Regions from separate parts of the Sus scrofa genome. Here region 1 is linked to region 2. The links are chromatin contacts, called in public Hi-C maps. All regions are on one chromosome and are shown on one strand. Each heading gives the region's core, a stretch centred on a gene start, on an enhancer-like site or on the middle of the called end of the contact. The rest is flanking DNA. Distances are from core to core; before and after follow the strand shown.

Region 1 (6,327 bases), core at 1,242-3,741, 50 kb after region 2:
CCTAGGGGTGGCGGGGACCCAGACTCCAGCTTCCAGCCCTTCTGACCCCTGCTCCCCTCAGGCACTCGGCATCTGACCCTTCAGTCCCTTACCCAGACTTCCCTCCCTCCGGTTCATGCTGTCCCCTGGCTGATCCTGGTAGCCTCCACGCCCCCCTTCCGAGGGGGGAGAAGGGGGAAAAGGGTAGGGGCGTGGCCGGGGCGTAGCCAATCACGGCTCAGACCCCAACAATCTACCCCCCCCTCACCACCCCGCCCCCCGCCGCCCCAGGCAGGATTCCTTGGCCCTGAGCTCAGGTCCTTGCTTGCGCAGCCTCGTCGGGGAGGGGGCCTGAGGAGGGCAGCAGGATGTCTGCAGGTTGGACTCAGGCTTGGGTGCCAGGGCCTGGGAGGCAGCCTGGGTCCCAATGAGAGGAGAAGGCTCAGGCTCCGACCTGGGGTTAGTCTTGGCCTCTGGGCTGTTTTTTCCGAGAAAACTGGGGGGATAGGAGAGGGCGCAGCTGGCAGGCCTGGAATGTGCTGGCCCTCCCTCTTGGCGGGGAAGGGAAGGGGAGAGCCAGGTGCTTGAGAGGCCGAGATGGGGGCCCTCAGGCTTGGGCCACACCTGCTGGCATAAACACCTCCTGGCCTATTGCAGATGCCTTCTGCCCTTGCTCTCATAGTCACAGCTACTAGGAGGGGACCACCACCTCGTCTTACCAGTAAGAGAACCCTTCCGACACACCCGCATCTACTGAAGGCTTCTTGCGCTGGAACAAGCTTCAGAGATAGGTCCAGGGAGTCACACCCACACATCTACCCACAAACCCGATGAGGACAAACGCTGACCGGTCCGTACACACTTACTTATTCCCACAAATGGTTCCCAAGTACCCCCTCTGTCCTGGGCTCTGGGCCCCAGAGGGGATCCATTCTTAGTCTCTGGCCCCCTGAGGAGCTCAATCTGATAGTGAGACCACAGACAAAAGCAGGTAATGTGAACTGGGAAGGAGGCCCCTGTGTCTTTAAGTATTTCACCATGAGCAGACAACTGCCAGAATAAAGGAAGAAAGGGAACAACTGGCAGAGGGCACAGCATGTGGCACCATCACGCGCATATTAACAGTGACTCTTGTTGGGTATTTACTATGCGCAAGATGCTGTTCTAAGAGTTACATGTATATTAACTCATTCCCATGTTACAGCTGAGAAAATAGTGATAAGTGACTTGTTTGAGGTCACTGGACAAGCAGAGCTGGGATTTTACCCCAGCGATTTGGCCCAGAAATGATGTCATAACCACCTCTGAACATAGTCACACCAAAACACACAGACCCGAGAGCCACACCCTTGACACATTCACACACAGCAACACAAATTTAGAATGTCATACCTGCTGGCAAACACAGCCTCAAACAAAATCAACCAAGACACATGTATTTTAAGTAAGCTTTTCATTGACGTGCTATAGACACAGGGTAAAGTACACACATCCTATATGTACAGCTCCGCGAATTTTCCAAGAGTAAATATGCCGTGGGAACCAGCACCAGATTAAGAAACGGAATCTGACCAGTTCCCAGAGGCCCCTCTTAGCCCCTCCCAGTCCCCAGGGTGACCACTCTCCCCGGTGTTTCGCACCATTTATTGGTTTTGTCCAGAACTTTCTCTGAATGGGATCACAGGGCGTATTGCTTCTCTGACCTCTTTCACGAGACGTCCCCATGTTGTGTGTAGCAGGACATCACTCTCCTTGCCCTGTCGTCCATGGTGTGAACAGGCTACAATTTATTTTCCATGGCCCTGTGGATGGGTTGTTTCTAGCCTGAGGCGCTTAGGAACAGAGCTATGGACATTCCAGTACAGGTCCCTTGGGGCTCCTACCCACGCATTTCTGATGGGTGTTAACCATCCAGGAGCGGAACTGCTGGGTCACAGGGTTGGTGTACGTTCGGTTTCACTAGAAAAGCGCCAGCTTTCCAAAGTGTCTCTATCAATTTACACTCCCCCAGAAATATGAGAGGTCCAGTTGCTCTACTTCGCCTCCACTTGGCAAGGTCTCATCTGAGCCATTCTGGAGGGTGGAAGAGGCACTCAGTACATTTACAGTGTCTGGCACGTAACTGGCCCTCAGTTAATAGCCTGTAGAATGAATGGATGAAGAGATAGTTGCAGCGTAGAACCAGGCAGCCGAGCAAGGGACACACACACACGCAAACACACACACACAAACACACACACCGTTCCAGGGTCCACCCACGCGCAGCGGTCGCACCCGGGACACAGATCCTCTCGCGCCCCCTGGCGCCCACGTGGTCTGAACGCACGGCCGCAGCCCCGCCGCGCGCGTCCAGTCGCCGAGCTGCCCCAACCTCCCTCTCGGCCGCGGGCAGGGGGCGCTGCGCGTCCGGGCGCCTCGAGGCGGAGGCGGCGGGCCCGGTCGGGGCGGGGCCGGCCGGCTTCCAGGCCTGGGCTCTGGCCGCCCGCGCCGCCGGGCGGCTCCGGGGACGGGCCGGGGCGGGGCGCGGCGGCAGGAAGCGGGGCGGGGACTCGCGGAGGCGTTGGGGAGCGAGGGAGGGCGCGGCCAACTCCCGGAGGGGCGACAGGCCGAGAGAGCGGCGCCCCGGCCTGGCGCCGAGCCTGAGCCCGCCGGACGGGAGGCGGCCCAGCCGCGGGCTCGGCCTCGGCCCCAGCCCCGCCAGCATGGCCGGCCGGACCGTGCGGGCCGAGACCCGGAGCCGGGCCAAGGATGACATCAAGAAGGTGATGGCGACCATCGAGAAGGTCCGGAGATGGTGAGCGCTGCCCCGGGGGCCAGGGACGGGCCACGGCGGGCCATTCCTCCCCCGACACGTCCACACCCCCTCCGCCACCTGTGGCCCCCAGGTGTTAGGTGTGCCCCTCTCCCCCGCCGCCCCCAGCTGCGTCCTGGATCTGCAGGGCTCTATCTCTCTTCTCCTGGCTACACCCTGGGGTCTACAAAGCGTGTTCCCCAGCCCTGCCCTCCCAGAGCTGGAACCCCCCCTTTATGCCCCGCCCCCTAAAGCTTTGACACTCCTCCCGCAAGTGTGCCCCGGGATCTTCGAGGCTGTGGTCCCAGGCCTATAGTCGCGCTCTCCATGTATACCCCAGGGGTCTGCCGCGTCGTGACCCCAGCCTATTTTTTTTTCTCTCCCTCTCTCTCTTTCTCCCGCCCCCCACCTATGCCCTGAGGTCTGCCGGGCTTCTCCCTCCAAGTCCCATTAGCCACGCTGCCGCTTCTTTTGCGCACCACCCCCACCTCCACACGTATCCCCAGATACATCCAGCTCCTGGGCTGGCTCTCTCCTCAGGCCTCTCTGACCCCGTCCCTCCACCGTCCCACAGGGAGAAGCGCTGGGTGACTGTGGGTGACACTTCCCTGCGTATCTTCAAGTGGGTGCCAGTGGTGGACCCCCAGGAAGAGGTGAGCAAGCTCCCCCACACCAGGCCCTGCATCTGGGCCACCTCGGGCAAGCCCCTCCCGGCGGCTGGCCTCCACCTCCAGTCCCCACTTAGACCTTACATGCAGCCTCGGGAACAGATGTTAACAATTATTAGCAACTCCGCCTCTTTCCCCTCCCCCGCCACCAGACCCCCTGAGTTCACGGCCTAACGCCGCCGCCGCCGCCGCCGTGGCGCACAACCTGTCGCTCACGGAGGGCCTTCTGCTTCTCTGTGCCTCAATGTCGTTATTTGTTCAGTGGGGGCTTTGCAAGCACTAACTAGAAAGCTGACTGTAACCCTTCGTCCTCTAACCCCCAGGAGCGTCGGAGGGCAGGTGGCGGCGCAGAGCGATCCCGAGGCCGCGAGCGGAGGGGCAGGGGCGCCAGTCCCCGAGGGGGGGGCCCTCTCATCCTGCTCGATCTCAACGGTATGTCGGGGATGCTGGCTGGGCTTTGGGGCAGCGGTGGGGAATGAAGGAGGGGATTGGGCGCCTCAGACCCAACCCTTTCTGCTCTTGCTCCCACAGATGAGAACAGTAACCAGAGCTTCCATTCAGAAGGCTCCCTGCAAAAGGGCACGGAGCCCAGCCCTGGGGGCACCCCCCAGCCCAGCCGCCCTGTGTCACCTGCTGGACCACCGGAAGGGGTCCCTGAGGATGCTCAGCCCCCACAGCTGGGCCAGGAGAGAGGTAGGACCAGGTGCCTCCCAGGAACCTTCTCCTCTGTGTCTTGTCCTCTCCAAGGTTGCAGCCCCCCACTTGTCCTCTGTCTGGTCCCCCTCCTGTGTCGAGTCTTCTGGAGACCATCCCTGAGTCCTGTGGAAAGTGACTGCCTTTCCTCTAGGGCCTTTGGCCTTCCTCTGGCTTCTTTGGGTCTGTAGATAACTTATCACAGATTTTCATGTAAATTTAGCTTTTGAGTAGTTAAATATCTTTCTTCCCCATTCCCACCTCCTGTCCGCTTCCTGAAGGTTGGGCCCATCTTGATCCTGTTCTCGGCTGTATCCTCGGAACACTGCGGACCACCTAGCAGGTGCTCAAGAAATATTTGTTGAGGAATAGGTAATAATCAAAAGACTGATTAACAGTCGGTGATAGTTACAGCTAATACTTACTGAGCTCTTTCTGCGTGCCCGACACCCCGCTAAGCTCTTTCCATGTTTTATCTCATTTCATCCCCACTGCAGCCCTATGAGGGCTACGATCTCCATTGAGAGATGATATACCCGAAACCCAGAGAAGCTGCCCAAGTTCACCCAGCCAGCGAGCCAGGATCTTGGGCCTGAGTCTTCATCAGCTCCTCTTTCTTCCCGTAAAGTCAGTCCCCTGTCTGATCAGATCCATCTCTCAATGTGTCTGTCTGCCTTCCTCTGCCTGCCCAGGCCCTGTCGTCTCTCTAACCCACACCCGGCTCCGGCCTCCTCATGGGTCTGTTCCCCTCCAGCTGCACCCACACAGCTACCAGAGCATGCGTTTGATGGGGTCATTTTCCAGCTTCAGAACCTTCGATGGCTCCCTCTGACCTTTGACCCCTCAGCTTGGCACTCTGGGCCCTTCCCGAACCGTCCCCTGCTGACCTCACTGTTCCTTTCCAAGAACACCAGGACTTAGGCCTCCGTTCTGTGTCTGGATCGTAGCACACGCTCGTGTACCTTTACTGATATAAAAAACCATAATTGGCATTTCTCGAGCACTCACCGCATTAAAACCGTGTTAACGGTTTTGCCTGTGTTACCTCCTTTGATTCATACACCATCTGATGTGGTAATTACTATAATTATCCCCACTTGACAGATGGGAAAACAGGGTTAGAGAAATTAAGTCACTTGCTCGAGGTCAAGATTCGAACTCAGGGAGTTCCCTTGTGGCGCAGCAGGTCGAGAATCCAGTGTTGTCATTGCAGCAGCTTGGGTCGCTGTGGCATGGGTTCGATCCCTGAGTGGGAGCGAACTTCAACATGCCAGGCATGCCCCCCCCCAAAAAAAAGATTCGGACTCAGGCGGTGCCGCCCCAGCATCTGCGCTAAGCCTGTGTTCCCTCTGCCTGCTAAGTGCTCCACTTCCCCGTTTGTCCACATGATCAGATCCACTCACCCATCAGGATCCCACCTAAATGTCCTCCCTGTGTTTTCTTCCCAGCGGGTAGGGTAGCCCGGTGCCTGGCTCCCTGCTCACACCCACAGCCTGCAGGCTCATGTGGTGGGTGTGAGTTTCCCTCCAGGTCTGTGCTGTGGCGCAGAGCAGCTGCTCAGGGCATGTCTGTTAACTTCCTGTTCCAGATCCTGGGGGCATACCTGCAGGCGGCACGGATGAACCCCCGATGCTGACCAAGGAGGAGCCTGTTCCAGAATTGCTGGAGGCTGAGGTGAGAGTGGCCAGGAGGCTGGACTCCCAGGTCTTGTAGGGACTGGGGACTCTGGGGCAGCCAGAGGCCTGGGCAGGGAGTGGGGGGCTGTACTCTTGAGGTCCAGGTAGGAAATGCAGAGCTGGGACACAGGTAAAGGCTTTAAAGGGTGTTTTAGAAACAAGGTCCTGGCGTTCCCGTGGTGGCGCAGCAATAACAAACCGGACTGGTATCCATGAGAACTTGGGTTCGATCCCTGGCCCCGCTCAGTGGGTTAAGGATCCAGCATTGCCGAGAGCTGTGGTGTAGGTCAGACACGGCTCGGATCCTGTGTGGCTGTGGCTGTGGTGTAGGCCGGCAGCTGTAGCTCCAATTCAACCCTTAGCCTGGAAACTTTGCTATGCCGCGGGTACAGACCTAAAAAAACAAAAACAAAACAAAACGAAAAAAAGAAAGTCCTGCGGGCTGGATTGGGGCTGATTTGTGACCATTAAAAGCCTGAAAAGATCCTGGTGCTCCTGCAAGCATTTTTTTTTTTTTTTT
Region 2 (6,286 bases), core at 3,155-5,654:
AGCTCACAGCAATGCTGTATCCTTAACCCAATGAGCGAGGCCAGGGATTGAACCCACATCCTCACAGAGACGTCAGGTTCTTAACCTGCCAAGCTGCAACGGAAATTCCCAATCCGTGTAATCTTGAGCAAGTAGTTTAGTTCTCTCTGTGCCTCAATGTCCTCATCTGGAGGAGAGAATGATAATAGCACCTGTCTCTCTCTCTCTTTTTTTTGGCCACGCACACAGCATGCAGAAGTTCCTGGGCCAGGAATCAAACCCATGTCACAGCAATGACCTGAACCACAGCTGTGACAACAGTGGATCCTGAATCTACTGCACCACCAGAGAACTCCCACACATACCTGTCTTATAGTATTGTTGTGAAAATTTAATGAGATAATATACATCAAGTGTTAAAAACTGTGTCAAGTACATAGTTTGCTCAGGTAAATACTTGCTGTTATTATTAGAGTTAATGCTAAAGTCCAAGGCCAGAATCTGGAAATTGGCACATCACAAACCCAAGCCAGTTTTGTAAACATGTTTTGCTTGGCTCAGTGCGTCTTTTTTAAGTAGGTTGCCAACTTCTAAAACTCAAGAGATTTCATGTAAACATCCCTATTTCTAGATCCTCTTGGAAATTTGGAAGGTCTAGTTACACCAGGCCCACATTCCTGCATGACAACTATCAGCTAGAGTTGAGTCATGACTGCTCCCTTTGGATAGGTCATGAGAGCCTCTTGAGAGCCACAGACCCCACCCTTTGAACTTGACATCTATACTGCTGGTATGGCCTTTGCAAACATTTGAGTTGATGACCCTGTTCTAGGCTTGTATAAACCTGGAATCCAGAGCTGGACTGTCTAAATTCAAATCCTGGAGTTCCCGTCGTGGCACAGTGGTTAACGAATCCGACTAGGAACCATGAGGTTGCGGGTTTGGTCCCTGCCCTTGCTCAGTGGGTTAACGATCCAGCGTTGCCGTGAACTGTGGTGTAGGTTGCAGACACGGCTCGGGTCCCGAGTTGCTGTGGCTCTGGCGTAGGCTGGCAGCTACAGCTCCGATTCAACCCCTAGCCTGGGAACCTCCATATGCTGCAGGAGTGGCCCAAGAAATAGCAAAAAGACAAAAATAAATAAATAAATAAATAAAAATAAAAATAAATAAATTCAAATCCTGCCACTTGCTTGCTGTGGAACCCTGGGCAGGTGTCTTAACATCTCTGATCCTCAGTTTTCTCATCTGGAAAATGGTCCTAGTAGTGGTACCTACTCCATAGGATAAAAGATGATTCACATAAAAGCCTTAAGCATAGTGCCTGGTACTTAGTGACAGTTCAATACAATGTGTATAATATTATGCTAACCAAGGCCACCTGGATTCCAGAATAGAGATCTTTCCCTATACCTGTTTTTGTTTTTGTTTTTTTTTTTTTTGGCCACACCTGTGGCATATGAAAGTTCCCATGCTGGGGGTTGATTCAGAGCTGCAGCTGCCGGCCTACACCACAGCCACAGTAATGCAGGATCTGAGCCGCATCTGCGACCTATGCCGAAGCTTAGGGCAATGCCAGGTCCTTAACCCACTGACCCAGGCCAAGGATCAAACCTGCATCCTCAAAGACACTATGTCAGGTTCTTACTGCTGAGCCAGGAGGGTGGTGGTAGGAAGGCAAGGCTGAATATTTTGAGAAATTGGGCCATGGCAGGTGTTAGCAGCTGTTTTCCACAGACAGGGATCTGGGCCAGCCCAGTCCTGGTTTCTCCCAGAGCCTGACCTAGCCTTGCTCTCCCCTGGCAGGACCAGGGCCAGTCCTGCCCCAAGAACCTACTCATCTGGGATTTCCCTTGTGGCACAGCAGGTTAAGGATCCAGCGTTTTCACTACAGTAGTTTGGGTCACTGCTGTGGCTTGGGTTCAATTCCTGGTCTGGGAACTTCCACATGCTGCAGATGTGGCCAAAAACACCAAAACCCCTACTTATCTTGCCTCTTGGTCCTGCAGAGAAAGTCTTGGGACTTAAGCTGTCACCCCAGCAAACTGCAAGGGCAGCAGCAGGGGGAATAGTCCCCTTGGGAATAGGCCGGAAGTCGGGGGCATCTCAGGCAGGTCCACAGGCTGCTCCCATCCCTCTGCAGTCTGTGCAGGTAAAGCTCCTTGTCCTGAGATGACCCCACATCAGGAAATGTGAGCTGAGGATCTGGGGCCTGTGGATCCTGGACCCCCACATAGAAAACAATACCTAGGATGACCCTTAAGGATAGAAACTTTCAGAGTTCTCTTGTGGCGCAGCAGGTTAAGGATCCAGCGTGGTTGCCGCCACTGCTGGGGTCACTGCTGTGGCATCAATTCAATCCCTGGCCCCAGAACTTCCGCATGCCGTGGATGTGCCAAAAAAAAAAAAAAAAGGATAAACATTCCATCTCATCATTCAAATGCAGAGGTTGTGGCAAAGTGGGCGGGGACTAAGCCAAATCACCTAGTGCTACGACCCCTTTTCGCCCCCATCCTGACAGCCCTGTCATGTTCCTATGAGGATCCCCCTCCAGCCCATTTTCCCCTTCCTGTTGTGATGATGGGAAACCCTGGACTAACAGTTCAGCGACCCTGGGTCCTAGTTTATCCTCTATCCTTCATCTGCTGAGTGCTCTTGGCAGAGCCACTGCCCTATTCTGGACCTTGATCTCCACGCCTGTCCAGTTAAGAGGTAGTCTCGCCCACCCCTGATGTGCGTCTTGCTCTGACATGCTCAGACCTGGGGTTTGATGATGAGAATTGGCTCACCTTGGGGCTGGTACTTGGCAGGATACAGAGGGCGCACCCTCCATGGTCCCACAACTTCCCACTGGCCCGTGAGGGGGTGGAGGCCTATCCAGGGTCACACAGCTAAGCACAGGCTGCAAGGAGCCAGGACTTATGTCTGCTGACTCCTCACCACAGGACCTCCCCTCCCTGGTCCCACTTCCTGTGAGGCTGATACGGATGTGAACCGTTAGCTGATATCATCTGCTCACACTTGGAGTTTATCATCTCTAGAATCATCTATCAGCTTCCTCAACAGCTTCTCTCCCTAGGGGCTTCTTCACAGGCATCCTTCCTTACCAAAGCTTCTGTGGCCTACACGAAGCACTCTGTGCCAGGTGGGGCCTGGCCGCCCTCCTTGCTATGGGCCCACTTGTTGGGTGGCCATGTAGTTTATTCTCTCAACACCCCCTCCCCGCCCCAGCTCTGATTTGTCTGATTCGTCTTTGCACCTCTCATGGGGACCTAGCAACCACTTGTGCTGGACTGCGCTCCTTCTGTACCTCTCTGCTCCAGCCTTGCACACGTTTCCCCCCTTGGTGACTTGTCTGCCTCCAAAACATTATTTGTGTCCCCCATGCCTTGGGATTAGTCTTCCCTCTGGTCCAGTTAATGCTAGGGGCCTGTTTACACACCCCACCCACACCCTAAGAGACATGTGTAGTCCCTTGAGACCTCGTTTATTCCCCTTTTCTCTCTTAAAAACCGCTCTCTGCCTTCCCTTCACCCTGTCCCCCTTGGGTACCCGTTCACATCGTTCCAGCGCGGGCGCGGTCCCTCCCACGTGCCTCGCTCCCTCCCTGTGCGCCCCTTCCCTCCCCTCCCCTCACCATGGCGAAGCCCGAGAGCAGGGCAGACGTGCGGCTGGAGGCTTTGAGCTTGGCCCGGCTGAGGTAGAGGCGGCGCCAGCTGAGCGCCCGCAGCGAGTGCTGACTGGCCCCCATGAGGTCCAAGTAGCCGCGGTGCACGAACTCTCGGTACGTGGCCGAGCCCGCGGGGCTCTCGGCCTCCGGGTTCAACGGGGCCTGTTCGCCCGCGTCCCCCTCGCCGCCCTTCATTCTGGGGGCCACAGCACCGGGCGGGCTGGTCGGTCAAGGTGGGGCCGAGTCGCCTCGGGGACCCCAGCAGGGTCGGCCCAGGCCAGGGGAAGGGCCCATCCCCCGGCGGGGCGAGCGAGGATGCGAGCGGCGAGCACCCGGGAAGACGTGGCCCGGGCGGAGCAGGAAGAGCAGGCGTCTGAGGGGAGCCCTAGGGGCTGAAGCAGGACAGCCGAGGCCGAAACAGGAACTGGGGCGGAGGCGGAGCCGGGGCGGCCACATGATGGGGTGGAGCCGGGGGGACCATCGGCAGAGAGCCCAAGGGACCCCGAGACCCCAGTCCACCGGGAACTTCCTCTAGGCGCTTAAGCCCCGCGGAGATGAAGGGCCAGCCCTAGCCCGTGGCTAGGAGGGAGTTCCCGGGCCCTGGCCCACTCCAAGAACACCTGGACACTTCCAACGACCAAACTCCAAACCCTTACCTAAATCGTGAGCCCACCCAACCGGAGGGCCCGCAGGAGGCCCAGCATCCTCAATTTTGGGAAGCTTAGTAGGACCTAGGCGCCCCCCTCCCCAAGCCCCGGGATCCACTCAAACGAGCCCCCTCCTCCCAGAACCTGAAAGAACACCCTGGTCACGCCCCGCCCCCGCCACAGACAAGACACACGAACTCGGCAGCCCCGGCTGGAAGATTTTGAGTTTTATAGCAAACCGTATTATACAGACCCGGGGCCCAGGGGCCCAGCCCGGCTGGGTCCCCTACTTGTCCCCCGCCGGGCTGCCTCCTCCCCCTCCCCCAAGCGGCCCCATCCTCAAGCCTTTCGCGATCCCCAGGACCCCCTCCCTTCCGGCCTTTGGTCCGCCCAGCCCCTCCCCCCACCCGCGCACCTCCCTGTTACCTGAGGTATGTGGATAGATCCCCCCTCCCCTACATGGTACATCCTGGCTCCCCAGGGAGGCCAGGGATGAGGGGCGGGACCTGGCCCCGACTCCTCCCCCTGGCTCCCCAAGCCCCGCCCCCGCAGTGGAGGCAAGGGAAAGGGAGGGCCAACAGTCTGTTACTAAGTTCCCATGGCAACTAAGAGGGGCCATTTCCAGCCTTAGCACTGGCTTTGGGAGGTGTCCATTGGCTGCTAATTCCATGGCAACCAGGAGTGGCAGTTCCCTGGGCAAATGGGATACAAGTTTCCATGACGATGAAAGAGTGGGAAGAGCCAAGCTGGAGGAGTCCCATCTTCCCCATCATTGGGCTGGCACCCCACCCCACCCCCACCTCAGGTCAGGAGGGAGGGGTGGAGTTGGTCAATACAGTAAAGCAAGAGAGAGCCTGGGGGTGGTACAGTCCAAACTGGGTGTCCACCGGTCCAGTCTCAGTCCAAGCTGGTCCCGTCCCCTCACACTCCGGCTCCCCCAGGTCCGAGGTTCCCCCGGTTCAAGTAACACTTCAGTACAGATGAATGTTCAAGTATAGTGCGGGGAGGCAGGTAGGGGGCTGGGGTACCCCTCACCACTCCCCAGGGCCGCGCTGAACAGCGGGTAGGCCGCAGCCCCCACTCCTCACAATAGCTGCCATTGTCAGTGACGTTCAAGGAGTCAGGGTTGGGGGGAAGGAACTGAAATCTGAGGAGGGAGGAAGGAGAGGGGTGACCCCGAGGGGGTCCTACCGCCCCCACACCTGCTCTTGCCCCCACCCCTCACTCAGCCCTGGCTTTCCCCTGGTTCCCCGAGTCCCCTCATCTCTGACACCTGGATTCCCCAATTGCTCCTCTGGTTTCCCTTTTTGGCCCCACCCCCACCCCCCAACTCCAAGTATCTGGTCTTTGTTCCCGGAACCCTTGGTGGTCTGCTTTCCGCCCGTCCCCCCACCCCCGGCCCATCCTCCAGCTCCCCCAGCCCCCTGGCTCCCAGTATCCTGTGCGCAGATACCCTTTCCCGCTCTCCCTCCCTCAAACTTGCACCTCAACCCCCCTCCCACCATCCCTTTGGCTCAGCACCCCCCAGTACCTCGGACCCACTCCCCCCAGGGGATGGACAATGAAGCAGGTGGAAGGGTGAGGGGAGGGGAAGGAGAGACCCCCAGAGATATCAGTGCAGGGGGTAGAGAGCGGGGAGGCTGGCTCGAGTCCCTGGGCAGGAATCCCAAGTCATAAAACTCAGGAATCCCAAGTCATGAGGTGGGTAACCTGGCCTCCTGGCAGGGGTGAAATGAAGGCCTGAGGTCCAGGCTCCTGATGAGTCCCGGGGGAGGGTGGGGGGCACCCAACTAGCTGTCCTTGAGAAGCAGCTTCTCCTCTGGGCAGCGGAAGGGGCCAGGGGGCCCGGCGGCTGCCAGCCGGGCACAAGCTTCAGGTGAGAGCTGGCGGCAGGAGCGCAGGTCTAGGCGGCGGAGGCGCGGGCAGCGGCGGAACAGCGGGAGGCAGTGGTCCGTGAGGCGGTGGCAACCTGGGGTTGGGGCAGAGGAGACCA

What was found. A called contact is a pair of places that touch in the nucleus more often than the background predicts.
Region 1: a Hi-C map of liver shows a contact between it and region 2, with 4 times the contacts expected there. The contact joins the promoter of BCL7C here to the promoter of ORAI3 in region 2. A contact is called at or near these places in 1 of 5 promoter capture datasets (fetal liver), 3 of 47 Hi-C or Micro-C datasets (embryonic fibroblasts, heart right ventricle and liver) and 2 of 2 datasets of contacts at active chromatin or transcription factors (alveolar macrophages and skeletal muscle).

Annotation. Positions count from the first base shown.
Region 1 is chr3:17,545,055-17,551,381 of Sscrofa11.1, forward strand. It overlaps BCL7C (B-cell CLL/lymphoma 7 protein family member C), which reads left to right and starts at 2,492. Exons shown (of 6, transcript XM_013995586.2): 1 at 2,492-2,773; 2 at 3,345-3,423; 3 at 3,762-3,870; 4 at 3,970-4,131; 5 at 5,720-5,805. The coding sequence starts at 2,682. It overlaps LOC100736818 (cardiotrophin-1), which reads right to left and starts at 196. Exons shown (of 3, transcript XM_021086414.1): 1 at 93-196. The coding sequence starts at 117.
Region 2 is chr3:17,492,987-17,499,272 of Sscrofa11.1, forward strand. It overlaps ORAI3 (protein orai-3), which reads right to left and starts at 4,405. Exons shown (of 2, transcript XM_003481021.4): 1 at 3,614-4,405. The coding sequence starts at 3,841. FBXL19 (F-box/LRR-repeat protein 19) reads right to left here. Exons shown (of 12, transcript XM_013987711.2): 12 at 4,500-6,262. The coding sequence ends at 6,084.